4 separate regions of the Mus musculus genome follow, and all the other regions are linked to region 2. Evidence: chromatin contacts called from public promoter capture Hi-C data. All regions are on one chromosome and are shown on one strand. Each heading gives the region's core, a stretch centred on a gene start, on an enhancer-like site or on the middle of the called end of the contact. The rest is flanking DNA. Distances are from core to core; before and after follow the strand shown.

What was found. Promoter capture Hi-C pulls out the DNA fragments that hold promoters and counts their contacts. Capture Hi-C pulls out chosen DNA fragments and counts their contacts.
Region 1: a contact with region 2 is called in a promoter capture Hi-C map of erythroid cells, with 8 times the contacts expected there. The contact joins the enhancer-like site here to the promoter of Fkbp15 in region 2. A contact is called at or near these places in 2 of 39 promoter capture datasets (erythroid cells and pre-B cells), 1 of 484 Hi-C or Micro-C datasets (CD4 T cells), 1 of 115 datasets of contacts at active chromatin or transcription factors (bone marrow-derived macrophages) and 1 of 9 other capture datasets (liver).
Region 3: a promoter capture Hi-C map of hematopoietic stem and progenitor cells shows a contact between it and region 2, with 4 times the contacts expected there. The contact joins the promoter of Orm2 here to the promoter of Fkbp15 in region 2. A contact is called at or near these places in 2 of 39 promoter capture datasets (hematopoietic stem and progenitor cells and pre-B cells).
Region 4: a promoter capture Hi-C map of adipose tissue shows a contact between it and region 2, with 3 times the contacts expected there. The contact joins the promoter of Akna here to the promoter of Fkbp15 in region 2. A contact is called at or near these places in 3 of 39 promoter capture datasets (the C10 cell line, hematopoietic stem and progenitor cells and pre-B cells), 1 of 15 datasets of contacts at CTCF or cohesin (large pre-B cells), 1 of 484 Hi-C or Micro-C datasets (CD4 T cells), 6 of 115 datasets of contacts at active chromatin or transcription factors (astrocytes, bone marrow-derived dendritic cells, double positive thymocytes and 3 more) and 2 of 9 other capture datasets (adipose tissue and liver).

The regions. Positions count from the first base shown.
Region 1 is chr4:63,382,146-63,389,280 of GRCm38.p6, forward strand. Akna (AT-hook transcription factor) reads right to left here. Exons shown (of 22, transcript NM_001045514.3): 5 at 4,852-5,008; 6 at 4,085-4,239; 7 at 1,742-1,801; 8 at 198-325. Aknaos (a long non-coding RNA gene) reads left to right here. Exons shown (of 4, transcript XR_003955426.1): 2 at 3,166-5,235; 3 at 6,046-6,290; 4 at 6,531-7,135. Among named protein-coding and RNA genes, the nearest start is that of Aknaos, 8.6 kb to the left of the region's middle. Within about 2 kb of position 3,861, at least 108 of the 459 cell types and tissues checked have an H3K27ac peak or open chromatin away from gene starts, as enhancers often do. A contact at or near this core is called in bone marrow-derived macrophages and erythroid cells, where this site is marked.
Region 2 is chr4:62,358,617-62,364,911 of GRCm38.p6, forward strand. Fkbp15 (FK506 binding protein 15) reads right to left here and starts at 1,980. Exons shown (of 28, transcript NM_001045528.2): 1 at 1,754-1,980. The coding sequence starts at 1,806. Slc31a1 (solute carrier family 31, member 1) reads left to right here and starts at 2,085. Exons shown (of 5, transcript NM_175090.4): 1 at 2,085-2,227.
Region 3 is chr4:63,357,634-63,364,924 of GRCm38.p6, forward strand. Orm2 (orosomucoid 2) reads left to right here and starts at 4,816. Exons shown (of 6, transcript NM_011016.2): 1 at 4,816-4,970; 2 at 5,311-5,453; 3 at 5,661-5,731; 4 at 6,285-6,392; 5 at 6,529-6,632. The coding sequence starts at 4,854. It overlaps Orm3 (orosomucoid 3), which reads left to right. Exons shown (of 6, transcript NM_013623.3): 4 at 1-18; 5 at 156-259; 6 at 1,684-1,873. The coding sequence ends at 1,764.
Region 4 is chr4:63,401,441-63,408,459 of GRCm38.p6, forward strand. Akna (AT-hook transcription factor) reads right to left here and starts at 2,005. Exons shown (of 22, transcript NM_001045514.3): 1 at 1,779-2,005. Gm52742 (a long non-coding RNA gene) reads left to right here. Exons shown (of 3, transcript XR_003955424.1): 3 at 1-686.

The DNA.
Region 1 (7,135 bases), core at 2,611-5,110, 1.0 Mb after region 2:
CTAATGAGGAGTTCTGCAGTTCTGATCCCCAAAATGTTATCTAAAGGACTGGATTCTCAGCTCTAGACTCCTTCATCACTAGGACAGGGGTTCCTGTGTCCCTGTGGCACAATGATGGATGTGAAATGCCTCCTTCCTGGAGACAGAGGGAGCCAGGGACTCTCCTGTCCTCCTGGGCCTGTCTCTCCAGCACCTACCTGCAGAGGTTGAGGGTCCTGGGACTCCCCTGAGAGGCATCAAGCTGAGGGTCCAGGAGCTCTTCTCTGCAGGCCTGCAGGTACTCTGCCTCTAGGGCCATGTGGGCTGCCCTCAGTTGCTCCAAGCTCTGAAACACAAGGGTCAGAACTTTCAGTGCCTGGACATAGGGGATTCATGCTCACACAATGGACTGGTGGCTCCTGGATGGGCGGCTATGGGACTCACGTGAGGCTTGAGAAAGAGGCTATGGCTGAGTGCCTCTGGGGGCTTCTCCCTAGATGGGGCTCTCTGCCATCAATCACTTGAATAGCCTAGGAACCAGCCTAGAAACCACTGGTTCCTCTTGGTAAACCAGGACCCCTTGGCTCCTGGTCAGATGCAGCAGCAAATATCCTACCACTGTGTCTCCATAGGGATTGAATATTCCAGAGAGCCCCGATCTTCACTCCTGATGTGAAAACCGAGCCATTCAGAAAATAAAAGTCACTCTCTTCCCCACTCCTTACAGATAGTGAGGACAGATGGCATTATCACCTCACACTATGGATAGGGGTGACTGGCATGGTGTCTGGGAGATAAAGCATTCTAAATTCATGTCTGCTCTAGCAGAATTGCAATGAGAGAGAGAATTTGCCACATAGCATACAAAAGAAATTATTTAAGTTGTTGAAACTCACACAGTAAGTGAGCAAGCTGTACAGGCAAGACTTGACTCTCAGGCCCACTGGACCCAGAGCTCCTGGTCCTTAAAGACTCTGCTAGGCCCTCATAGCAAACATAAACATAGCCAATCAACATATGGCTGTACCTCTCTCCTACTAGGTCCTTCCTATAGGAGCCTAGGAATAGATTGAACCTAGAATGTAGGTTCACGCCCATGCCGTGCCCAGTCTTTCCCTGCACAAACTCTCAGGTTTGGGGGTCCCACACACACCTTCCTGAGGCTCTCTCTGGCAGCAGGAAAGATTGGATATACCTGGCTATAACTACCTAAAACCTGAACCCAAGGGAAACAAATATCTCCAGTGTAACGGTTTCATGGGAAAAAGGACCCTGTCTCCTTTTTGCCCCTGGTTCCAAGCTTTGGAAAGTAATAGGGAAGTAGGTTAGAAAGCAAAGGCCCTTTCCTGGGAGCCCCGGCGTACAGCAGCAGGGGTCATGACTGAGAAGGCAGCAGGCCCAGCTCAGGGCTCTGCCGCCCACGACTGTGTGGTTTCGGTGTCCTTTCTCTCTGGGCCTCTGCTTCATCATAGTTAAGCAGGGGTGATGATCACAGCTCCCTGGTGGGCGTTTATGATGAGGATATAAAACAGTGATAACGCATCCAGACTGCCTGGCAAGCCACCGTGGCTCAGCGCGGGCTTGCTGCCATGACACAGGCAGCAGCTGTCTGGGGCACTAAGTAGGAGCTTGTCTCAACTTCTGAGGAAGACTGGTCTGGGACACAGCCACCTGCCTTTAGCAAAAGGGGGCTCAGAGACTCTACTCTGGGGACGGGCTATCTGGTCACTGCCGGTGCAGTGTCCACACTGGGTAGCGGTACCTTGATTTGGTCCTGAGGTGGGAGGTGTCCAGCCAGTACCAGTTCCTCGAAGGACTGCACCTGAACAAGAGGAGGGAAAGAAGCAAGCTTGATAAATCCAGACCCCGTGGTGACTCTCACACATTCAGCCACACTGCTCTCTGGGGACAAGGGCTGGGTCTGCCTTCAGAATGCAAGGTGCCTTCCCAGCAGGGAGGTGGGTCCTGGAAGTGCATTCCACCTCTGGCCTTGGCCAGGACAGCCTTGAGGAGAATCTAGAAGGTGCACTCATGTGTAGGAAGACCTGTGAGGGACACTTCCTGCAGTCTGACTGGCGGGAGGAACAGCACACGTGCTGTCTGAGGAGCAGTATGAAGCCACCAAGGAGAAGGACTCACGGGATATTCCTATACACAAAGGCTCCAAGGCCTCATTTCCAGGGCCAGTCAAGATCAATGTGCTGCCTGGGGTATGGTAAAGGGAGTAACCACCAAACACAGGGATGTTGAATCTCTCATATAAAACCACGTTGTGTTTTCACAGAACCTGCTCAATCCTCTGTGGGTGGAGAAAGACTTCAACTCTGGGCGTGTCTATAGTGTCAGTCTAGGGATGAGGGTGTGGCTCAGTGGTGGAGTGTGTACTTAGAAGCCACAAGGACCTGAGTTCTAGTCATGACACTGCAGACAATAATAATAATAATAATAATAATAATAATAATAATAATAAAGGACAGAAATATTTAAAATAAAAATCAAAGCCAAGCATCGTGGTGCCTGCCTTTAATCCCAGCACTCAGGAGTCAGAGGCAGGAGGATCTCCGTGAGTTCCAAGCCAGCTTGGTCTACAAAGTGAGTTCCAGGTCAACCAGGGCTACATAATGAGACCCTGTCTGGAAAACAACAACAAAAATATCACCACGCATATTTATTGAGGGCAACTAGGGTAAACTGAAATAGGAATATAACTACATTATAGCATGTCACATAGTACATGAAGTAGAAATGTGATATGAGCTACATATCTTATACAATTAAACATGTATGTGAAAATAGGGAAGTCAATTTTAATAATATATATTTTTATTTTAAATTGCATTTAGTGTGTGTGCATGTGCATGTATATGTGTGTTTTTGTGTGTGTGTGTGTGTGCAGGTACATGCACAGAGTGTGGACGGATGCACTTGTGTGCATTACACACTATATTGTGCATATGGAGGTCCGAGGACAACTCTTAGGAGTCAGGGCTCTCCTCCTACAGTGTGTGTCCTGGAGTTGAGACTCGGGTCACCAGGCTTGGTAGAAAGCCCCCTTTTCTGCTGAGCCATCTTGTGGGCCCTTCATAAAATTTTTTACTTGATCACAATTATCAATTCATATGTAATCAGTTAACAAAAATTACCAGTGATTCCAGTGAGAGATTTTGTTTTTGTTTTGTTTTATAGCATGGTCTCATTCAGAACTCCAAGCTGGCCTTGAATTCAGTGATCGGCCTGCCCCCACCTCTCAAATGCTGGCGTTACAGTCATGAGTCACCAGTCTGTGAGATCACTGGGAGTCTCATTTTGACATGTCCTAAGCTCCTGTGTGCTCTGAACTCCCAGCCCATCCTCCCTCAAACCTACCCAATGTCAAGAAGTGAACAGCGCAACAAGTGGGACAGCCTCAGCCATGCCCTGCATCTGCTCAGTGTGCCCTGCCTGCCAAAGAGGAAATGCTATCCCAGGTACAGGACCAAGAATGGTGGCAGTGGAATGTTATACTGCTGGACCACAGAGGAGGCAGAAAACACCAAGGAAACTCCAAAAAAATCAGAGGGGAAGGAGGAACATGGCTGATTCTACTTATTTGACACATCCCGCAAACTGAAAAGACAAAGGCGGGTGAGTGGCTGCTGGGCCCAAAGGGTGGGATGGTCAAGCAAGGTAATGTAACAACCGTATTTATGTGTTGGTAATGGACAGCCGGAAGCTCAAAGCCCAAGGTGCAATTCTGGTTGAGAGCTCGGGCCCAACAGAACATCTTGTTTACTGGCTTTGAGCTAGCTTAATTTACTTTTCTCTGTGTGGACTTCCCCTCTGCCTTGGCTCCCCCCACTTCCGTTTTCAGAATGTGGTTAGGGCGTTGTGTCTTCTTAAGTCTCTTTAGACACCTTTGGAACAGAGCCAAGTGTGAAGGTAGACAAAGACCTGCAGCCGACTCTGAGCTGGAGTGCCGTCTACAAAACCTCAAGAGGTGACAGTTTTGGCGTCGGTAACGAACAAATGAAGAAGGGGCAGTTTGTCATAAAGAGGAAAATGTCAGGTGGAGGCCCCGTGCTTTTGGGATGAGGTGTCTTGTGGGACAAAGCTGGGGTTCACTCACCTTGGCCAGGAGCCGGCTGGCCTGAGAGGTCAGTGCCTGGGTCTGTCCTGTGGAGGGCTGGTCTGTGGCAATGCCCTGGCTCTGAGGAAGCCGCCCTGGAGTGGCCACGCCGGGGGACGAGGAGGGACTCAGGTCTGTTCGTGGGAACGGCCACCCTGAAATACACAGCCGCTGAACCCTGGGGCTGAGGACAGTCCCCGAGTCCGCTGAGGTTGAAGCCCTGAGGTTCCTCAGACCACCATATCAACTATAGCTTGGCCCTTCCTGCCTAACCTTCACAGTAGTAGGGAGAGGGCTGGCCACTATGCTGCTGCTCCCCTACCAGAGTAAATGAGGTATGGGTCTAGCCTAGATCAAAGCTGTAAGGGGATGGTGTCAGGCCTGGGGGATTGATGGACTCAGTTGTAAGTACAGGCTCGAATTCATGGAAAAGCAGGTTCAAATCCTCGCCCTTTCCTTTCCAAGCTATGTGACCCCAGTATACCTTTGCCTCTCTGAGCCCCAAGTCTTCCAACTATCCCGGGACTATAAAAGCTGGTGTTATAAATCTTGTGTTGCTCACCAGCTCCGTGTGAGGACTAACTGGGGCCATATGTGTCCATTTCAGGGTCTACAATGGGCTCAGGGAGAACACTGCTCACGCCACAGAACCAACAGGCCAGGTGGCTGAGCCAAGGCTCTCCCTGGATGGTCCCCAGGGTGGACCTAAGGTTCTCCCTCCATGAGCAGGGGGATGCTTAAAAGCCCTGGCTCCTTCCCCAACTCACCTGTGGCCTCAGAGGCCTGTGGATCCTGGGCAGGGTCAGGCCACCACTCTGCTACTCTGGGTTGCGGGATAGAGAAGGATAAGACCTTGCTTCCTTGTGGCATTGACCCCGAGCAGAAGCTCTGACTGGGCTGTGGTGGGTCTGAATACAGGTGCACCTGAGGAAGAGGGAGGCAGGGAGGGAAGGAGTCAGACAGGGCGAGCTCACTGCAAAGAGGCCACAGCGCATCTGTTATCCAGGCTTCCTCCTTCCTCCTTCCACCACACAGGAGCCCCATCCTTAGCCTGGGAATCACGAACACCACTTTTCAGTGGGTCCTACACTGGGCGGAGGACTTAAAAGCCGCCTCCTATTGTCTTTCCAGAGGTCCTGAAAACGAGGCAGGTAGGGATGACTTTCCCTGTTTTTCTTTTTGTAAATTCGTCTCTCCTACGATATATCCTGACAGCAGCCTTCCCTCCCTCACTCCTCCCAGTTCCTCCCCCCAGTTCCCCTCCCGCACAGATCCACTGCTCCTCCGTGTCCCTTCAGAAAAGAGCAGGCCTCACAGAGATATCAATGGAACACAGCTTAACCAGTTACAATAATACAAGGAACAAACTCTCATATCAAGGCTGGCGAGGCAACCCAGTAAGAGAAAAGGGGTCCCAAGAGCAGGCAAAACAGTAAGAGACACCCCCCACTCCCACTTTTAGGAGCCCCACAAAAAACCCAAGCTAAGCAACCATAACATATATGCAGAGGACCTAGCACAGGCCCATGCGGGCTCCGAGATTGACGCTTCAGTCTCTGTGAGCCCCTACGAGCCCTAGACTCCCAGAAGTTAAGTGCCACAAGAGATCACCAGCTAGCTCTTACACTGGTAACAATAATGGTTACTAGTGATGGTTATTATATGTGTGTAACACATATATGATAATCATTAACGTTTTAATGAAATATTTCCAATAATAACTACATTGATAATGATAAACAGTAAATAGTAGATGGCTGTCTGAATGAAGGAAGGAGATGTTACGTGCACAAACAGAGCCTTCTAGTTGTGCTCTGACCTTGAAGATGGTGTGGGAAGTGTGTAGGGAGGGGGGCAGCTGATGGGGGGGGGGGATACACTGGAGCTCAGCAGGAGGGAATCCTGGTTCCAAGCAGGGGTGTGAACACAGATGGGGAGCCAGGGTCTGCTTTTGTATCCAGGGGCTCCCTGGCTGCAGGCACATCTGCCATCGTGTGCCACCAATGGCAGCTTTCACACCGTAGCAGCCAAGCTGGGCCGGCCCTGACAGAGGTTGTGGAAACCACAGCTGAAAATACTCAGTCTGGCTTGCTTGGCTTAATGTGTGCTCCAAAGTCAGAGGCCAGGCACCGACTCAGGCTCCGTCATGATACACCTCAGTTCTGGAGTGGATGGCACAGTTGGCATCACCGTGCATGAAGTCAGTGTAAGTAAATGGTAGCTCTCACCTGGCACTGTGAACTGTGATCGTCTGGAAGAGACTGTCCCCAATAGCTTTGGAATTTGAATACTTGGTCCCAGCTGGTGGCATTTTGGTGGGGGGGGGGGGGGTAGGACTAGGCGATGTGGCCTTGCTGAAGGAAGTGTATCACTGGGGTGAGCGAGCGCTGAGGCTTCGAGTGCCACACGCAAGTCTCAGTTTGCTCCCTCTGCTTTCTGCTTGTAGTTTATGCTGTGAGCGCTCAGCTTGCTGTTCAGACTGCCAACTGTGCTTCTCCACCGTGATGGTGATGGACCCTTGAGCCATAAACCCACCTAACTCCCTCCTTCTGTATGTTGGCTGGTCATGGTATCTTATCATAGCAATAAGAGAGTAACTAATACAGTCACCAGCATCTCCACCATCACCATCCTCCCTGTCGTCAGCGCAACACCAATAGTACCATCACCACATCACTCCCATCAGCACCATCATAGTCTTCACCATTACCGTAACCTTAACCATCATCCCTGTATCTTCAACATCCTCCCTATCCTTATGTGAATATGGCCACCGTGAAAGTGGACCAGTAAAAAAGATACACTCCTATGATGCCTTACTACCCATTTAAGAGCTCAGGTGGGCTATCCTGACTGCTCTCTGCCACCCCATGATCGGGACTAAGCAGCTGAAGATAGGCCTGACTTAGGAGTTCCACAGCCTTCAGACAGGAAGCCCCTTTGCATAAGCTGTTCTTTGAAGCCTGGCTGTCTCAAGTGTAATTTGGTGACACTGCCTCCCCCTGCCTGAGCCTCCCTAGCTGAGAACAAAGCTGGATTTTCATAATCCTC
Region 2 (6,295 bases), core at 730-3,229:
CATACTAAAGATTATGAAATTAAAATATACCTTGAGACTGGGTGTGATGGCACATGCTTTTTTAATCCCATCATCCAGGGGGAAGACAGGCAGAATCCTGTGAGTTCAAGGTCAGCTTGGTCTATATAAAGAATTCCAGCCAGGGTTTCATAGTGAAACCATGTCACAAATAAATAAACAAACCTTGAAGATATTCAAAAGGCCCCATACACAGGCATACATAAAACAGGCTGTAGCTGAATGTCCAGCCAACAGCAGCAGAGGCTGTAAATGTTTTGGATAACATAGGAAAGAAAGGATACAATGCCCAGTCAACTCAAAAGTAATGGAGCAACTAAATGAATTCAAAGTGGGGCTAAGTGGGTGCAGGCATTCCCAGGGGTCCCGGGAGAATGTGCTGGTCAGAGAGAAATGCAGAGCCACTCACTGGGTGTCAAAAGATCTTAAGTACTGAAGACCAAATAAGAGGGGCTGGGTAAAGTGCTTATTGTATTGAGTTCAGATCCCCAGCAACCACAAAAAAAAAAAAAAAAAAAAAAAAAAAAAAAAAAGACAAGTGTGGTGATGGATGGATACTGGGAGCTTGCTGGACAACCAGTCTAGTCAAAATGGAAAACTCAGGTTCAGTGAGAAAACTTGTCTCAAAAACTAAAGTGGAAGTGTACAGAGAAGGACCCCTGATACTGAACCTCTGTCCTCAACAAAGATGTTCACAACATGCATACATGCATACATCTCTCTCTCACACACACACACACAATCAAAAGAAAGCCAGTCATCTTATGGTCACTCCTGTATTGACTGCCCAGTATTCTAGGAGACTAATCATTATTGGTAGGATGATGTGTCAGTCATTCTTAAGTAGGTTCATCACTATGCACAAAACTTGTAAAGCAGGCGTTCAAAGAAGGGCTGTGCAAAGATGTGAGCTTTGCAGTTAACAAGTCTGAAGGGAGACATGAGGTCCACTAGGACAACGCAAGGGAAAACACTGAGCTAATTATTAAAGGGGGGGGGTGGGGTGGATCTAGCCTGCCGTTAAAGACTTCTCTCCCAAGATGGCATATATGATGTTTGAAAGCAGAAGAAAACGAATAGTCTTTCCCATTGGCGTTACACCTTAGGGCTTAAAAAGCATAATTTCGCAGGCACTTCGTGAGCAATCAATGTGCACCAGGAGTTACTGTTCTGAGACCTAGACAGAAATGAGCAACCATAAGCAGTTCAGTCAGGGCTTAGATTTCAGTAGGTTCCATGTGCTAAGGCTTGTGGAAATATGGAAGATGAAGCAGACTATTCCTCCCGGGACTGTGAAAGCAAAGAATCACCAAAAAGGTAACCTCTGAAGTAGGCTTTGAAGGATGCCAGAGATGGCCCACCAGGTCCTGGTTCAAAGTGTCACCATCCTGTTCTCGGGGAAGAGAAAGTCTCTTGAGTTTACAGCTCGTATATTTATTATAGGAGCTGACTCCTATATAAACTCCGAGGCAAGCAGTCTCCCCAGCAATCCTCTCCATTTCACTGGAGAAAGTGTGATTCACAAAGCAAAAGGGTGTCAAGGGAGGTTCCAGTTCCTGAACCCAGACGGGCCGAGGTGACACCGCTACTCAGAATGCGAAGGCTGAGCGGTGGAACGCGCCGAGGGTCTGTCTAGACCCGGAAGTTGGGAAGCGGCCTGAGAAGAGCCCGACCCCTGCAGCCACCGCGCCAGTCTCTCAGCCCAGCGCTCGGGTCCCGTTCCTCAATCACTCACCCGCCGCTTGGCGAGAGGAAGTCGGTGTCATCCTCGTCTCCGGCACCGAACATCACGTCGGCTTTCGCCCAGCTGAAGGGAGGAGGAAGTTGGATGTTCCCAGGGCCTGTCACCGCCGGTAACGTAAAACGCCGTGGCGGCGAGCTGCTTTCCGGCAGGACAAACTCTCTCAGGGTAGTGAGGCCCAGAGGAGACCCAGCGGTGGAGGAGGTGGAGCAAAGGCAAATGAGGAGGTGAGCTCCCAGTGACGCAAGGCCTCACCAGCCCTCCGAGGAGGTGGAGTTCCTAGGTTCTGAGCGGTGATTGGTGGGATCACCCAGGGGGCGGGTCCAGGGCGGGAATCCGCGGCCTTTACTGCGGTCGTGGGACACGTCGAGCCGGGCAGTAGTGGCGGGGGCTTGGTAGAAGTCCGTACCGGACTAGGGGATCCAGTTCTGAGAGGAAGACTAAGGCGGCGGGGCTTACCCTGTGAAGGTAAGGTCACTCCCCTCCTTTTCCCAAACCCGGCGTGTTCGCTGTCCTTTTCCCTCCCGAACCCTGGACCCCCCGCAGCTCCCTTAAGCTGGGCGGAAGGAGAAAGAGCCCCGGACTAGAAGTCATGGGATCTGAGCCGAACAGTGGCAGGGATCTTACAGCGACATTGCTGTTATGACCTTAGGGCAGGGTGCTCGGTGCCTCAGTTTCCCCATCTACGCAAAGGACCGCGTGTCCAGTGTCTCCATATGCGCTTTTTCAAGGTTTTAAATCTCTGAAATCATCGAGTCTGATCCGGGTCTCTTCGTAATAAACTGATCTGCAGGCAAGAAGACAGAAGAACTAGCCACTTGGGTGACTAGTCCGAGGTCACACAGAGTGAAGAGCAGACCTGGTCCTTTGTATCAGGGTTTAGAGAGCTGATGAGTGAGGAAGCCTGGCCCTTAACTAGACTGTGTGGCATAGGACTTGGGAAAGGACCCTGTTTCTAAAGTCCAGATAAGAGAGGTCCAGAAGAGCTGGGATATTCGGGAGGGTGGATGATGGACGAGACTTTGAAGGTAGAAAGTCCTCAATCCAGTTTTGCTGAGCTGAGTTTTGTTGCCAAGGTTTTAAGTCAACATTGGTTGTCGCTGACTTTTCTGCCTCCAGTTTTCGCCCACTCTGTTGCATGTCTTTCTTCTATATTTCTTTGGTTAGCCTGTTTTGTTTTTGTTTTTGGGTTTTTTTTTTTTTTTTTTTGAACGATCTTGCTTAGCCACGCTGTGGCTAAGCAGATAGTGTGTCCCAGTGTCCATTTCCACAGTTCTCATTGGAGTTCTTTCTGGTTTTCTTCCCAGTCAGGTTGATCCTGTAAGTGTCCCTTTCCGGAATGTTTTAGTCTCTTCTGATGATACTAAAGAGATTGGAAGCTCTCTCCCAGAGAACTTTGTACCTCTTGGCACTTCCCCTGTGGGGCTTTTTATTACAGTTTTTGAACTACTAACTTGTAAGTCTTCTTGCCCACAGTGGATTCTCATTAATTTTTTATTAGATTGAATAATATAACTTAGCTTTGTTCCCTTGTTCCTTAATTTACTCTCGGTTTTTTTTTTCCCCCGTGCGACCCAAAGAGCCAAGCAGTGGCTCTTGTCTTTTATAGGTAGCTTCCAGAAAGATAAAAATGCTGTACTGGCTGTGAACTGTCTGGGTTGCTTGGTCTCTTTTGTTCATTGAAGGTGACTGTACTATTGTCTAAAACTCCAGGGGAGGGGGAAGGGGAAATAGTGTAGTTAGAAATATTATATGTTACTTACAATTTTTGTGAGTAAATTATTCCTGTTTATCTGAGGATAAGGCTGCTGGCCTGCTTCCTGTGTTTATTTTACAGATTAAGATGGTTAGAACAGTGAAATCTGACTGGTAAAGCAGTGATACACTGGAATCTGGGTGGTAGGACTGGAGCCTGTAGCAGTAGCTCTGTTTAACTTGTGAAATTGAGTGGGTAGGAATGAATGGATAAGTTTATTCCAGGAACGCTTTCTTTATTTTTATTTTCTTTCTTTTATTTTTGTTTATTTATTTATTTATTTTTGAGATGATCTATTTATGTAGCTCTGGCTGTCCTAAAACTCATTATGTAGACCAGGCTATCCTGGAATCTCACAGAATTACACCTGCCTATGCCTCTCCAGTGCTGGGATTGAAGACTATATCACTATACTGGATTTTAACAATTCTTTAAAAAAAAAAAAAAAGTGAGCAAAACCCAAGAAAGTCTCAGAGCTCTTTCCCTGCATTCTGTGGGGGAGGTGCCTCTCTGGTGGGTGTTTGAAATGTACAGGTGTACAAGAAAACGGGAACTAGCCACTTGGGTGACTAGTCCGAGGTCACACAGAGTAAAGGGCAGACCTGGTCCTTTGTATCAGGGTTTAGAGAGCTGATGAGTGAGGAAGCCTGGCCCTTACCTAGACTGTGTGGCATAGGACTTGGGAAAGGACCCTGTTTTTTTCTTTATTTCTTTTCTTTTTTTTTTTTTTTTTTTGGTTTTTCGAGACAGGGTTTCTCTGTGTGGTCCTGGCTGTCCTGGAACTCACTCTGTAGACCAGGCTGGCCTCGAACTCGAACTCGGAAATCTGCCTGCCTCTGCCTCCCAAGTGCTGGGATCAAAGGCATGCACCACCACTGCCCAGCTAGGACGCTGTTTCTTTAGGTATTCAATAACCCTAAAACTGGTGTGTGTGGTGATTGGGTGAATTTCATTAGCAACATAAGAAAGGGAAAGTTGGAAATGGGTCTTCCTCAGTCTTTCAGGCTTAGAATTGGAAATATAAAATCAGGACCCTGATAATGCTGTCTCTTGTGAGGCTATGCCGGGGCCTAGCAAACACAGAAGTGGATGCTCACAGTCAGCTATTGGATGGATCACACGGCCCCCAATGGAGGAGCTAGAGAAAGTACCCAAGGAGCTAAAGGGGTCTGCAACCCTATAGGTGGAACAACAATATGAACTAACCAGTACCCCCCAGAGCTCGTGTTTCTAGCTGCATATGTAGCAGAAGATGGCCTAGTCGGCCATCACTGGAAAGAGAGGCCCATTGGTCTTGCAAACTTTATATGCCCCAGTACAGGGGAACGCCAGGGCCAAGAAGTGGGAGTTGGGTGGGGGGAGGGTATAGGGGACTTTTGGGATAGCATTGGAAATGTAAATGAAGAAAATACCTAATTTAAAAAAAAAAAAAAAAGGAAATATAAAATCTGGTGCATCTGGAAAGCTAGTCTTCCTGGATTAAAATATCCAGATGACTACTATTGGAATTGGAGTCAGGAGACCTGAATTCCTGTCTCCCAGCCTTGAACTCACTGAGTTTGGGCCAGTTCCCTAAACACCTTAAAAAAGGAACAGATCATTCCCCAAAAGATTAACTAGGAAACAGCAAATTTAATAATTCCTTTCAAGTCAAGTTTGCAAAAGATAACCTTTATATCAGGCAAACTGATATTAATCTCCTCCAGTGGTAAAGAGATATGGATTAAATGGAGATTAAAAATGTTTCTGTAGTATTCTATTCACTCAAGTTACTAAAAGCAGAAATATTATAAGACAACTAGAGAAACTTCACCTGAGAGTCTACTGTGTGTAATGCTAGATTTTGTGTAGGTAGTAAATGAACCCTCTAAGAAATTACTGTAGAATATCAAAGGAGGAAAAGATCATATCTCTTCAGTATAATCTCAGTCATTATAATCCAGGGAAACTGGATGGAAGTGTTTGGGGTTTTTTTGTTTGTTTGTTTTGGGGGTTTTTTTGTTTTTTTGTTTTGTTTTGTTTTTTGAGACAGGGTCTCTCTGTGTAGCCCTGGCTGTCCTGGAACTCACTCTGTAGACCTGGCTGGCCTCGAACTCAGAAATCCGCCTGCCTCTGCCTCCCAAGTGCTGGGATTAAAGGCGTGCGCCACCACTGCCCGGCTGAATTGAAGTTTTAAGATATATACCAGTGCCCTATGTAATGTTTACCATGCCTTACCTCAAGCAATCTGCATAACACCTTGTTCTAGGGATTAAACATTTCCTTTATCGCCTCTAAACTAGCTGAAGTGTAGGGTTGCATAAACAGTTTGAAGATGAGTAGGATTCCAGGAGGAAGCTGGGAGGTCTGGTTTTCCAGGTTGAAAGGGCAGCTTTAGCAAACACAGGTAGATTCGTGTTTCCATGGTACCAGTGATTGGATCCAGGGTTTGGCTCGTGCTTGGCAAGCATTCTATCACTGAGCTACACACTACTACCCTAAGGGGGCTTTGCGAATGTTGTCGCGACAAGGGTTACCCTTTCACCTGCTGCGCTGACTATGACTGGCTAACTAAAGTTTGCGAAAGTATGGAACTGTACACATTTTCCATGTCTTACTCCAGTTTAAAACACAAATATCCTCTGTGGGTTTGTTGTTTCTAACCTAATACCTCAACTTTTACTTGGAATGTGGTTCTCAGAGATCAACAGACTACCCACAAATCTCGCTGCCTGTTTCTGCAGTTTTGTCCGAACACAACCAGGCTCATTTATTTACGTTATCTGTGGCTACCTTACAGT
Region 3 (7,291 bases), core at 3,566-6,065, 1.0 Mb after region 2:
GGGGACTGTCCCTGAGCGGTAGGGTCCTCTCATCCCTGGTCCCCAGCTCAACTGGGCCTTACTCTTGGTCACCCACCCACATCCCACATCCCTACCTGGCCTCCCATCTACTGGACCCATAGCCAGCATAACTTTGGATCCCTTCTCCCATGCAGCTAGAAGGCCAGATATCCCCCCGGAGCTGCGGGAAGTATTTCAGAAGGCTGTCACACACGTGGGCATGGATGAATCAGAAATCATATTTGTCGACTGGAAAAAGGTAAATGAGGAGGCTGTACGATACCACCCCAGCAGTGCTCCCAGTGTCAGTGACCCTAGAGGCTCAGAGAGGGCAAGCTTCTGGTTAAGGCAGCTCAGCGAGGCAGGTATCTTGTTAACTCTCCTGCCTCCTGTGAGAGCTGAGAGTCACAGAGATCCTAGATGGGCAGTGAGCCTGAAGAAGGTGAGGTTAAGTAGGAGATTCTAGAAAGCTTGTGGAGGATAAGAGGAAGACCAGGAGGGGTCACTGAGGGAACAGCCGGTGCCAGGATCCCAGGTTTCTTCCTGTCCTTCATATTCACTACCTTTTCAAGCAGGAGTTTTGATTGACATCTTCCATGTCACCCCAACTCCAGCAAGCCCGATGGCTTTGATAGGCAGGGTTGACCCACACTGAGACTCCTTGATGTCCGGTCTACACTTGTGCTGAGGGAGAGGCGACATCAGTTTTGTTTTTCACCCAGGCGAAGCCATGGGATCAAACAGTCACCTTGCATGTAGTTTAAGATACTCAATGCTTTTGTAACTTCATTCTCTGGTCACCTGAGCCTTTCCTGGCATCACCAGCCCCAGGATTCCCCGGGAGAGGTGCCTGCACACAGACACTGCCATTGAGCCATTTCACAGCATGACTTCCCCACCCCACAACCAGTGGGGCCAGTAGACTCATCCTGCACCTGTGGACAGAAGTGTTTAGATAATGCCTGCCCTTTGGGGGATTCTGCTCACAATCAATGGGGTGAATAAGCCGGAGCTCAGAGATGAGGGACAACTTACCCTAGACTAGTGGTTCTCTAGGATGGGTCTCAACCTGTATGTCAGATGTCCTGCACGTCAGGTATTTATGATTTATAATAGTAGACTAATTACAGTTATGAAGTAGCAATGAAATCATGGTCGGTGATCACCACAACACAAGAAACTGTGTTAAAGTTTTGCATTATTAGGAAGGCTGAGAACCACTGTCCTGCCACTGCAGGGAGCCATGGCAGATCTAAGACACATCTGGTTGACACTACCGTGCCATTGTGACCAACAACAGTACTCCCCCCAACCCACCTTACAATAGGTGTATTCATAGCTAGTGTGTGTGCATGTGTGACTGTGTGGGTACACAAGCATGCTATAAGACATGTGTGGATGTCAGAGGACACCTGTGGGCTATGTCCTCTTCTACCATTCTCTCCTGGGCTCTGGTTAAGGCTGGGTTGGCTTCAAGCTGCCCCTCAGGCTTACCTACCTTGCCATTTTTTTTTGTTGTTCTGTCCTGTTTTTTCTGTTTTGTTTTGTTTTTGTATTTAATCTTGCAGCCCAGGCTACTCTACTGCAACTCATAGCAATCCTCTTGCCTCAGTATTCATCAACCCTGGTGTGTGCCACCAGCCCTGGCTTACTCACTCTGCTCTCCTCCCTGATATCTTCCAGGACAGGTGCAGTGAACAGGAAAAGAAGCATCTTGAGTTGGAGAAGGAGACCAAGAAAGATCCTGAGGAAAGCCAGGCATGAACTCAGCTCTCTGGTCTCCTTGGGCTGTCCCCATGTGCACCACACCCTACCCCATCCTGTGCACTTTGATTCTGTCTCTGTAACAATAAAGGTTTGCTGACACTGTCAATATCATTTCTTTGCTCCCTTCCTTTTCCTCCCTCCCTCCCTCCCTTCGTGGAGAGTCTTGAGTGGAGCCTTAGCTAAGTCCAATAACCCCTGCCCAGGGAATCTGAGAGGGCTTCCTGGAAGGGGCATCTGAATCAGGGTAGAAGGAACTGACAGAACCCGATGCTCTTGCTAGAATCCCCAAACACTTTAGGGCATGGATGGGGAAGATGAGGCAGGAGACCCAAGCAGCAGTGAGAAGGTGTGGGGAACGCAGGTGTCCAGTTCCTGGCACAGGTGCCTTCACTTCAGAAGTGCCACTCTAACCACTGAAAGACAGGTGACTTGGGAGACAGGAGGGTTCATGTAGATGCTAACACGATCAAGCTTTAAAAGGCTAAGGCTAGGTGTCTTGGTATACTTAGGCCTTGGCTAAAGGGCCTGGAAGTCTCCATGAAGATTCCTCAGTGTCCCATGGGGGACACTGTGAGATGACACTGCTTGCCTAGAGGCCAGCTGACATCGATTGCACAATTGTGACCGGAGTTCCTGAGGCACAGTCCACCCTGTGGCAAAGACAGAGTCTGAGATCATCTTTACACTTGACTGGATTGGCAGTCCCCTAGGGGATGTATTCCGTGTGTGTCTGTGAGGACATTTCCAGAGAGCCGCCACCCTGACTGTAGGCAGTGACATTCCTCGGGCTGGGATGCCTCACTTAACCAAAAGCAGAAAACAAGCTGAGCATCCACAGATCATCTCTGCCTGCTAAGCTTATGGCTGTCCTGACTGGATGCAGTGTGCCATGGTAGACTGTGTCCTTCCTCACCAGGAAAGGCACCTGATGTAGCACCCTGCTCTGTCTGTCAATGCACTGGGGCAGAGTGAATCACAGTCATGGCCACACGCATGCCCAGAGTCAAGCTGGCCACAGGCATAGTGTGCTATGGAAGTCTCTGGAAAGAGACTCTGGCCTGTGGCTTTGTCACACACTTCCTGCTGAGTGTCCCCCACTGTTTCTGGCCTGGGAATTCATGACAGGCCTTGCTCATCTGGCCTCTGCAGGCAAAGGACAGGAGAAGCAGGGGAGACAGATGTGAGCAGAAGCCTAGGCAGACTCTGGAATGATATGCAGCAAGTACCCTGGGGGAGACCTTAGCTGGGTGTCCACTTCCCTGCCTGCACCCTCGCCTTAGAAACCCCAGGCTCTGGATACACAGCACAGCCACAGGTAGCTTTGGGGATATCTAATCAGTTTCTTAAGTTCATTATTTTCCATCATTTGCTTTTATAACAAAAATAGATATTTATATCTGCCAGTGTGTGCAAATGTGTTTATGTGCACGTGTACGTGTGCGCCTGTGTGTAAGAGACATAGCAGAGACAAAGAGGCACAAACAGAGAGATTATGATATCTGGCGCACTGCTAACTTGGGACAGAACATATCATTGGTGCTTTTGGGCTCCTCATGGTTATGCTTTTTCTCCTCTGGGAAGAGATAAACTTTCTTAAGACTGTATAGATACAACAAAACACATATGTTTTGGGGCTCCAGCTCAGCAAGTTCTCCTAGGCCCTGTACAGCCCACTCCACGGCAGGGGGCTCTCAGGACCATCTGTGGCCCCTTCCTTTTGCCCTAGGTGATCACTGTCACTAACTTGATTAATATCATTACAATTAGTCTGGAGCCTCTAGAACGCCCTGTAAACAGGCTCATACAACCCCACCTCTGGGCGATCTGCTGGCAATAATGTTGTCGAGCTGCATTTGTATGGTCAAATCTATCAGTCGTTCATTTCTCTCTGTTGCTAAGCAACACCATGCTTGCATGAAATGTCACAACCCATTTCTCATTTTCCTGGTGGTAGGCACTTAAGAGCTTGGGGTTTGTGGCTACTTTGAATAATGCCATTAGAAACATTTATACACATGATACTGGAGGTGATTCATGTCTTGTTTTGTTTTCTTTTCTGTTGGTAGACTAATTTTTAAAGGCAATATGTTGCTCTAATACTTATCAAGAGGGGAAACATAAAATACAAAATGCCACAGGATAAAAGAAGGTTCTCATGAAATTAGAACACAGTAAGTGAATGACAAGTTACTTATCATTAAAACAAAAACCCTGACTACACAGAAACATGAGAAATAGTAGATTACTCAACTGTGAGTGTGTTCTAATATGTTTGGTGCTTTTGATGTTTTGAAAGAGCTCACTGTGATCTCAAACTCCTAGCAATGACTCCGTGCCTCAGCAAGAGTCACCAGGCCTGTCCCTAGCAATACGTTTCGAGAGTGTTCATTATGTAGACAAAGATCAGGCTATATCTATCAAGCAGGAACTAGAACCAGATATTTACTGGATCCTGTGCACAGACCCTGGATTGGGCACACACTATTCTAGACAGATCCTTTCCTGCTGTAAATACTGGGAGCTTTGCTGAACTACATTTTCAACTCAGATTCACCCCTCTTTTTTGGGCATTCGGCTGCCTCTAGGCTGTATAGGGGTCCCCAGGAACATCACACTCCTTTGGAAACTAATCCATCTTTGTCCTTGGCCCTTAACTTGAGCCCCTAAGTGTCTTCTAAGTTCACTATGAACCCTGACCAGGGACCCCTTCATAGCCCCCTTGGAGGGGTGATAAACGAATAGGTCTCACTCCTGCTAGGCAGCTTCATGGGATAAGACAGGTATGGGACCCATGACTGGGATCTAAGTATTATCAGGCTAGCCCAGTATCCACCTTGACCATGAATCAGCCACTCTGGTGTAGGGCAGGAGTCTGTGTCAGGGCCGGCTGGCCGAGGGAGCTGCACAAAGCTGGCTTGAGAGAACATTTTGCGCAAGACATTTCCCAAGTGCTGGGGAGAATGTGCCAGGGCTCTAGAGGCCCTGGCTGCAGTCCCATGCCCTCGCCACATCTATTATAAAAGCCACTGTACCCTCCATCCACCAGTTATCTCTTCCAAGCCCTGGTGCCTCTGAGTGTCCTAAGCATGGCACTGCACATGATTCTTGTCATGGTGAGCCTCCTGCCGCTGTTGGAAGCTCAGAACCCAGAACATGTCAACATCACCATAGGCGACCCTATCACCAATGAGACCCTGAGCTGGGTAAGTGCCTGCCCAGGACTTGGACGTGAGCACTTAAGGAGGCTACTCTTTCCTCTGGGCTTTCCCTTCCCTGATGTCTGTGCTCATCTCTGGGCTCCTGGTACTGCCCTTTCCTCTCCTGGAGACCTGGTGGCACCCCCTGCCTCCAAACCCAGAAGCATCACTCTGAGGTCTCTCAGCAGGGGACAGAGCAGTAGGATGGCTGATTTTTGAGTTGCCCATTTGAGCTTCAGTCTTCCCATGTATGGTTCAGAAGCCATTGCTTGCTTGCCCCACAGCACGGCTGAGTGCAATGTTCATACTACAAGCCCTACTCATCTGTGTGCCTGCTTCTCCCCAGCTCTCTGACAAATGGTTTTTCATTGGTGCGGCTGTCCTAAACCCTGATTACCGGCAGGAAATTCAAAAGACGCAGATGGTATTTTTTAACCTTACCCCCAACTTGATAAATGACACGATGGAGCTTCGAGAGTATCACACCATGTGAGTTCTTGTAACAGCCAGCCCACCCTGGCCCTGGCCTCCACTCCCAGATGCCTAGAGACCTGAGCAAACTGGATCTGCCTGGCCTCCCCACCCACCTTCTGGAATGGGGACAGCTTTCTTGTTTACCTGCCTCTTGCCCACTCCCCACCCCAGTTTAGTCAGATCACCTCTCCATCAGTTGTCCTCTGTCTCTTTGCTTTCTAGAGATGACCACTGTGTCTATAACTCCACTCATCTAGGAATCCAGAGAGAGAATGGGACCCTCTCCAAGTATGGTAAGGGTTGGAACTCACGGCTTTCTGGGAGCGTATTGCAAGGGTACAAGGGGGCAGCAGAACAGGGGAGTTAGGTCTGTGAAGTCACTCTCTGAGGCTTGTAAGTGGACGTAGATTTCAAACTGGAGTCCAGCTGCCAGGACAGACTTGCTTTGACCATTCTTATGATCTTTTGTGAGCTCAGAGGGGAAACCCATGGTTTGGGAAACCAGTGACTTCAGCCAAATCCCCAGGTCACCAGGGACAGCATGGGGGGAGGGCAACTGAATACTGGTGGGCCAGATTAGATACTCTTAGGTTTTAATTGTCCCTAAGCCAATGTTTTAATGTTTAAGGGGAAGTGTTAACTATGCCACACCACCAAGGGCCCTTTCCAAGGCCCCAGCCATTCCATACTTATGAAGAATGAGAAGTGAGGCTGCATCCAACAGAGGCTGAGCACATGGCAGCCACAGGGAGCCTCAGGCACTTGTCCATAGCTATGTGCTTCCTTCCCTTGGGGATGGGGACCACAGCATCATTCTAGTGACTCACAAAGCCCTTCATCCTGCAGTAGGAGGAGTAAAAATCTTTGCAGACCTGATAGTCTTGAAGATGCATGGGGCCTTCATGCTTGCCTTTGACTTGAAGGATGAGAAGAAACGGGGACTGTCCCTCAATGGTAGGGTCCTCCCAGACCTGGTCCCCAGCTCCACTGGCCTTACTCTTGATCGTCCACCCACATCCCACATCCCTACCTGGCTTCCCATCTGCTGGACCCTTAGCCAGCACAATCCTGGATCCCTTCTCCATTGCAGCAAAAAGGCCAGATATCACCCCGGAGCTGCGGGAAGTATTCCAGAAGGCTGTCACACACGTGGGCATGGATGAATCAGAAATCATATTTGTCGACTGGAAAAAGGTAAATGAGGAGGCTGTATGATACCACCCCAGCAGTGCTCCCATTGTCAGTGACCCTAGCGGCTCAGAGAGGGCAAGCTTCCGGTTAAGGCAGCTCAGCAAGGCAGGTATCCTGCCATTAATAACTCTCCTGCCTACTGTGAGAGCTGAGATCACAGAGATCCTAGATGGGCAGTGAGCCTCAGGGAGGTGAAGTTAAGTAGGAGGTCCTGGAAAGCTTGTGGAGGATAAGAGGAAGATCAGGAGGGGTCACTTAGGGAACAGCCAGTGCCAGGGTGCCAGGTTTCTCCCTTCATATTCACTACCTATCGAAGCAGGAGTCGTGATTGAAGTTTCCATGCCACCCAACTCCAACAAGCCCAATCACAGGCGGGGATGACCCATGCGGAAACCTCTTGATGTTCTGTCTAACCTTGTGCTGAGGGAGAGGCCAAATAAACTTTGGCTTTCACCCTGGTAAAGCCGTGGGATCAACCAATCAGCTTGCATGTAGTCTGAGATACACAATACTTTTGTGACTCCATTCTCTGGTCACCTGAGCCTTTCCTGGCATCACCAGCCCCAGGATTCCCCGGGGGAGGGGCCTGCATACAGACACTGCCATTGAGCCATTTCACAGCATGACTTCCTCACCCCCCCCCCCCCAACCAGTGGGGCCAG
Region 4 (7,019 bases), core at 755-3,254, 1.0 Mb after region 2:
AACAAACACACATCAGTGTCAAATAGGTACCAACCTCAGGCAGAGATGAAGTTGCAATAGAGCAGCAGGCTGAGCACCAGGCAAGCAGATCCCAGCCAGCCCTGTATGTTCCAGCCACTCGAGGCATGTGGCTGGCTGACTGCTCCTCTCTGTAAAGGGGAATGGTGGTCACCTAGGCCTGTTCCTGCTGCACCCATCCCTCTGTCTGGTGAGCACCCTGACCCTCAGAGACGCACCAAATGAACTTGGAGGTTCTCAGCCCCTAGGATACAGAAACACACATGCTTGCCAAGATCCCACCCTCCGTGGAGGACGCAATCCAGAAAAACCACTGAAGAAGGAAGTTTGGTGACAGCTTTAACAGACCAAGCACATCTAGGGGAGAAAGAGGAAGGGGAATCGGGACAGAGGAACAGCACAGACAAAAACACAGAGGTCTGAAAATACAAGCTGAACTTCAAGGATGGCTCAGGGCCTGGCCCCTGAGTGCCACAGGCAGGCAGGGAAGTCTGGACAGCCGTCAGGGTAGCAGTGGAAGCTGGGGATTCGAATTATGATGTCCTGACCCAGGAGGGCCAGCCCCTCTATAACTAGGTCCTGCTAATGGTTGGGCCATTGAGCTAAAGGTCCCCACCTGCCCCCAGAGAAACTGCACCCCACCCTCCCCAAAAAAACACCAAACACTGCTTTCTCTATGTCCTTGCTTCTTATCACCTAACACCTGTACAGAACTGATCTCCATGTTGTCACACCCTCCAGGGATTCTATTTAGCAACTAGCTAGGCAATGCCCTGTTCCCCACACACTGCTTCATACAGCTCTCTCTCTCTCGAGCGCGCGCGTGCGTGCGTGCATGTGTGTGTGTGTGTGTGTGTGTGTGTGTGTGTGTGTGTGTGTGTGTGCGTGCGTGTGCGTGTGTGTCCAGGATGATCCTCCCCCACTGAAGCTTCAACCTTCAGCAGCCCTGGCATTCAGAATCTCCATGCTACCCAGCTAGAGAGAGCCAGGACATCCCCACCTTAACCTCATCCCGATGAGGAAACAGAGGCACCCACCTAATGAGAACAACCAGGAAGTTTAGAACACTGTGACTATTAAACCAAGGCCAGGAGATGTATAGGAGGCAGGAGGATGGCAGGGGAAAGACCTCCTTACCAAGCTGCTGGACCCTTTTGAAGGGCTGGGCTGTGGGGCTCCAAAGCAAGTTTGGATCCGTGGCAGGGCATAGACCTGTTCACAGGAGTGGCCTTTGGCCTGCGGCAAGTGGAGATACCCATGACGGATGTCCCCGGACTGTCCCTTGGCTCACCCAAAGAGCCTGGGAGGAACTAACAAGGGGCCAGGCTATTACTGACTCTCATCTTGTCCTACTGTAGCTCTAAGCTGGCTTCCTGGCCCCCACTTTGTCCCTGCCCTTATTTGGGTAGGAGGGTGTCATCTCCTGGCCTGTTCCTCACTTCCGAACATCTCGAGACCCTCAGTAACCCAAGCACTAACTGGCCTTGAGATGAGCCCACCCCGGGGGACAGAGAGGGACCAACACGGGTCCAAGTTCACCAAGGGAACCAAATTGGATCTGGAACTGGAAACTAGCATCTTGGGGTCCACTCTTTCGTGGGGGCCGGACTCCCAGAACTGGACAGGAGTGGCAGCAGCTGCGTAGCTGTGATTTCCTGGCTGGGCTGGGCTGCCTGCCAGGGTTGTCCAGAGTCTATGACTGGCCCATCCAGAGGGAAGGCGGCCTTCCCTCTGGCCCTCCTCCTGGCTCAGCTCCTTACCTCACTAGTACTACACCACCATCCTGCCGGCCTGGGCTCAGGGGAGCTGCCCACAAGGTCTTTGTTTCAAACCTGGGGAGCCCCCTGCCTCCACAGCAGCCTGGAACGCCTCCAGACTGCTCTGCCAGCCAGAACGGCCTCAGCTCACAGACAAGCATCCCTCCCCACTTCTCCCCGCCCCTGCAGCTGAGGCCTTGCCTTGCCTCCTCCTCCTTGCAGGAAGCGCCCAGCCTGATTTCCTACAAGTGTTTGTGAAAAGGAGGGGGGGTTACTCTGCGGAGCTGGCGCCAAGAGCTTAACCCTTTGCTGGGCAAGTGTGGGGCTGCATTGATGGGAAGAGAACTTCTGAGGCCTTGAGTTTGAGACCACCTCAGTTGCAACCACAACCGTGCTTGTACGAGCAGGAAGTCCAGAGAAGGCTTGGCTAAAGTCACATTGCATGCCGGTCCCAGGAAGAGGAGCCTGCAGTTCCTCCACTCCCACCCCAAAATTGGTCTCTTCCATCACCGAAGACTTTATCAAAGCCTCTCCCACTGTGTAGGTCTCATTGCCCATCCTCACAGGAGGGAAAGGGGAACCTCAGCCTTGGCGCTTGCTCCTGTCTGTCCAGCTTTAACTTCGTCTACTAACACAAGTCTCATCATCTCAGGGCAGACTTAGGGATTTCTGCCCTTCCACTTACTGTCCATGCCTAGAGATAAGATGAGCCTGCACTGGAATTGTCTAGGTAAGAAGGAAGAACTAGAGGATCAGGTGAACATCTCCTCTTGTAGCTTCTCCCTCAGAGGCCCCAGAGATGAAGGAACAGAATTATCTTCATGGCCAACCTGTGGCTCCTCAGGTCCCTTCACCTCTGTGAGAGGTGTAGCCATCTGAAGAAGCAGGGTGGGACACAGACACATCACACCTGGCCCTTCACTCTATAGTGAAGTGTGTAAGATGTCAGGTGTGCCTGAGGCAGAGTATGAGACAGGCTGGTGACCAACGTCTCCTGCTGCTTTGGTATCTCTGAGGCTGAGGACTCGCAGATCCTAGGGAAACACCCGAGGTTTCAGGTCTCAGATGCTGGACCTGCCCTGGCTGAAGACAGGGGCCTGAGAGTAACAAGCTGAGTGGGGGTGAGGCAGGACTATCAGGAAGGTCTGGGTGGGGAGGCCACAGTCACACAAGCGGCCGGAAGGACAGAGAGGCAGAAGCAAGCCGCAAGCATGACTGATGAGAATGTTCTAGAAAGGCAGCTGCAGAGACCTGAGAGAAGCAGGAGGCCCTTGAAGACAACAGGATATGATGTGAGAGGACTCAGGGGCCGGGGCAGGAGGTACAGAATCTGACCTTCAGGATCCAGGCTGACGGGGCAGGCAGGAGGAGGCAGGAGCCAGGTAGAAGGAAGATGCTGCAGGAGCCCTAAGTCCGCTCCTGGCTCTCTACTCTGCCCCTGCTGACCCAGAGAGTCAGGAAACAGAAGAGACATGAGGTCAACCCTCTGCCATCCAGAAAGCCCTGGGGGGGGAGGGGGGACCTCAAGGGAGCAGCCAGGCTGGGGACCACCCAAGAGTGATGGAGAGAATCTTAGAGTCCATAGGCCAGGGAGTTCAATGCCAGCATGCCAGCCTCACCTCCTGCTGGCACTGTGACCTCAGTGGCTAGAGCCATGGTTTTCCTTTCTGTGGAACAGGGCTAACCAGAGTGGCCACTGCCCTGGAGAGGCTGCTGTCAATTCCATGACAGACGGCCTGCCCAGTGTGCAGTAAGGGACCTTAGGACCTATGTCATCACCATAGTTTCTGCCCCCGGGTCTCCTTAGGTGGGAGAGTCTGGTCTCCTCCAAGGGCTTGTGACTGATGGGTGAATGGAATGAATGAATGCTCTTGAGGGCCAGCTGCCAGGATCTGGCTAAGTCTGAGCTAGCACCAAGCACTTTCAACCGAGTAACCTCTCAACTCCTATCTCCCAGGCCCTGCCTTGTACACACATCTGGGGGCTGGGGCTCCCTTTGCAGTCCCCCGGCGACTATGGAACAGAGCCAAATCTTATCAAGACCCTGTCTACTGCTCTGGCGACCATGTGGCCCATTGTGTGGGTGGCAGGCTCCCCTGACATCCTGTCACTCACCCGCTCACCCTCCCTGATCATTAACCCATCAACACCAGGTGGCTGCCGCAGCTGGCACACCCTCAGCCTTGTTGAAAGACAGCAGCCAGTATTTACTGTCCTTCACCCCGACACTGGGCCTTTTCCTCCCCCAGCCCCCTTATCCTTCCCCTTGCCCACATGGTATTCCTTTCTGGAATACTATCCCTCAAGTTTACCCATCCAAAGCTACAGACAAACTGAGCCTGGGCACAGTAGCTTTCTCCCAGCTCCTGTCCCCAGCCGGGCCCATCCTTTATTTGGGGTCTCAAGCCAAACTGGGTGGTCCACCTGGCCACTCCCTTCATCATTTAATTCCTCTACCATTGAGTCCCGTTTGCTGAATTTCCTAAACCTCACCAAACTCTAGCCCTGTCTGTCCTCACATATCTTTCATAATCTTTCTGCTCTGGAGAAAACACCCCAGCCCACAACAGCCTCATGGGATTTTCTCAAACAGCTTTCAAACCCAGCCGGACACAGGTTTGCCACTTGGGGTGCTCTGGACCCAGCACTAGGACAAACAGAGGCTGCAGCCTGGCCCTGCTCCACCCTCCCTCACTTCTCCCATTGCTTCCTCATCCTTTGCCTCAGATACAGTGTTTTCCCACGGCTCAGAAGAGGAAACTGAGGCACAGAAGGGAGATGGTAGTTCTCAACCACCCAGACAAGAAAACAAAAGGAAGGCCCTGTACCCTGACCACCAGAAGGGATCTGGAGTGCAGAAAGTCGTCTGCTGATTGCCCCAATCTTGGGTCCAGAAACACTGCTAGACCTGCCCTCCCTTGGTTCTTCTGGAGGCCAGAGGTACAGCAGAGAGCCATGAGCAGCCCAGCCATCTTGGGAGACCAGAGTGAGACACCATAGGAGTGGGGCTGTCGTTTCATCATGACCCTCCTGAGTCCTGGCTCTCCTTTCCTGCCCAGGAGGCTAACCTTCCAGGTCAAAGTTCATAGTGCATCTGGGCAGCGGCAGGTGTCACAGAGAACCAAGAAGAGTGAGTGATGGAAGCCTGGTTGGTCTGACTCCCAGGTCACCTGGAACCAGAGGTCCACTGAGCCTCCCAGATTCCATTCCACTTGCCCACCCAGGAAGCCTCACTGTACTGATGGGGGTGGCCAGAGATCTCCAGGGCCCTTGGATGCTGAGTGACCTTGGCAAGATCCTTGCTGATAAAGACTCTCCTGGTCTCGGTTACTCATGTGTAAGATGGGGCAATGTTGACTTTACAAGACTCATAGGATGAGTTAAGAGGGACGGTGGCATCCTCAGGTGTTGGCCCAGTGCCTTAGCTGGCACAGAGCACCTGCCTGGGAGCGATGACTTTCACCTCAGTGATGTGGCCAGAGAGTGTGCTGCCTGCAGGACTCAGTAACTTCCCTAACATCCAACATCAGCCAAAGCTCTAATTTCAGATCCCCCACACAAAGGGGAGCAAGCGCTCCCAAGTGTGAAGGGTACTATTGCCAGGTGGCTCCCAGATCAGTTCTGGGACAGGAGACCCAGCTAAGAAACATGTGTTCATCCTTAGCTATTGGGGCGGGGGGGGGGGGAGGGAATAGGCCATCCTTAGCTAATAAAGATATGGGTTATAAGGAGGGTGTGTTCAACCACATAGATGGAAATATCTCTCTCTCTCTCTCTCTCTCCCTCCCCCTCCCCCTCTCTCTCTCTCTCCCGTCCTCTCTCAAGCTTTTATCAAAGTAAAATTTTGAAAGTTCATGGTGCCAAGAATGTATTGCTAGCACCGAGGCCTTACTGAGCCCCTGCTCTGCGTCAAACACCTTGTAAAAGCTCTTCTAGAATTAGTTCTCATCACCCAACTTCCATGCCAACCCAAGGAGGCGGGAATTCCTTCTCCCGCTTTAGGAGTTAGGAAGCTGAACCAGAATGTCTAATCACAATTATGTTGTCACTGAATTATACAGTGAAGAGGTTGGAAACAACGTCAGTGTCCAACCACTGCTAAAACAGATTGTATAGGTGGTGGGGTGCACACCTATAAACCCAGCACTCAGGAGGTAGAGAGAGGCAGGTTGATGTCTGTAAGTTCGAGGCCAGCCTGGTCTACAGAGTGAGTTCCAGGACAGCCAGGGCTACACAGAGAAACCCTGTCATGAAATAAAATTATATTTGTTCTCAAAGGGATAGGTTTTAACTATTCAGAGAAGAACACAGAATGGTGTTTACAATTGTAATATGTAAGCTGAGGGTATAGCTCAGTACGGTGAACACGAGGCCCGGGGGTTTCATCCCCACTGCCACAGATACACAGATACACACACAGAGAGACATATACACAGAGACTGACACATAGATACACACACATGCAGAGAGAGACACACAGACACACACAGATATACATACAGATATACACAGAGACAGACAGACACACAGATATACAAAGAAAGAAAGAAAGAAAGAAAGAAAGAAAGAAAGAGAGAGAGACAGAATGACACAGACACACACATAGACACAGACACAGACACACACACACACACACACACACACACACACACGCACCCTTGCATAGCAACACTCAGGCACACCCGGCTTCAGTTTCCCCTTCTCAGAGTTGATGGAGTGGCTGGGCCGTGAGTGTCAGCAGCTCCGACCCTCTGTGACACCCAACAGCTCCTGCACCTTCTTTTTGCTTGCCTGATGCCCTGGGCTGTTCCTGGATCGATCGTCTGGCTACAACATTTGAAAACAACACAATGAAGAGGAGGCTCCTAGCTCCCAGCCTTGGCAACTCAGCCTGGCTCCTCAGAAGCAAACCAACATTTAACAGACAAGGAAAGACTCAGAGAGGTCACACACCTTGCCCAAAACCACACAGCATATTAAAGACATTCATAAATATAGTGTATCCCTACCAGATGAGGCCCTTACTTGTGGAACGGGGGATGAGGGGTAGGTAGGGGCTCCTAGATTTTGCATCCCCTTCCCTCAAGTTCTTGGTCCTTGGCTGTAGTCCCAGGACCCCAAGCCGACTGACAGCTGGGCATGCTAGCTGGCTTTGATCCCAGCTCCTTTCCGGAATAGGCTCTGGGATGCTGGGTGCTGGCGAGGGTCTAAGATGGGTGGGGAGGTCCTGGCAGGAGGGTCTGG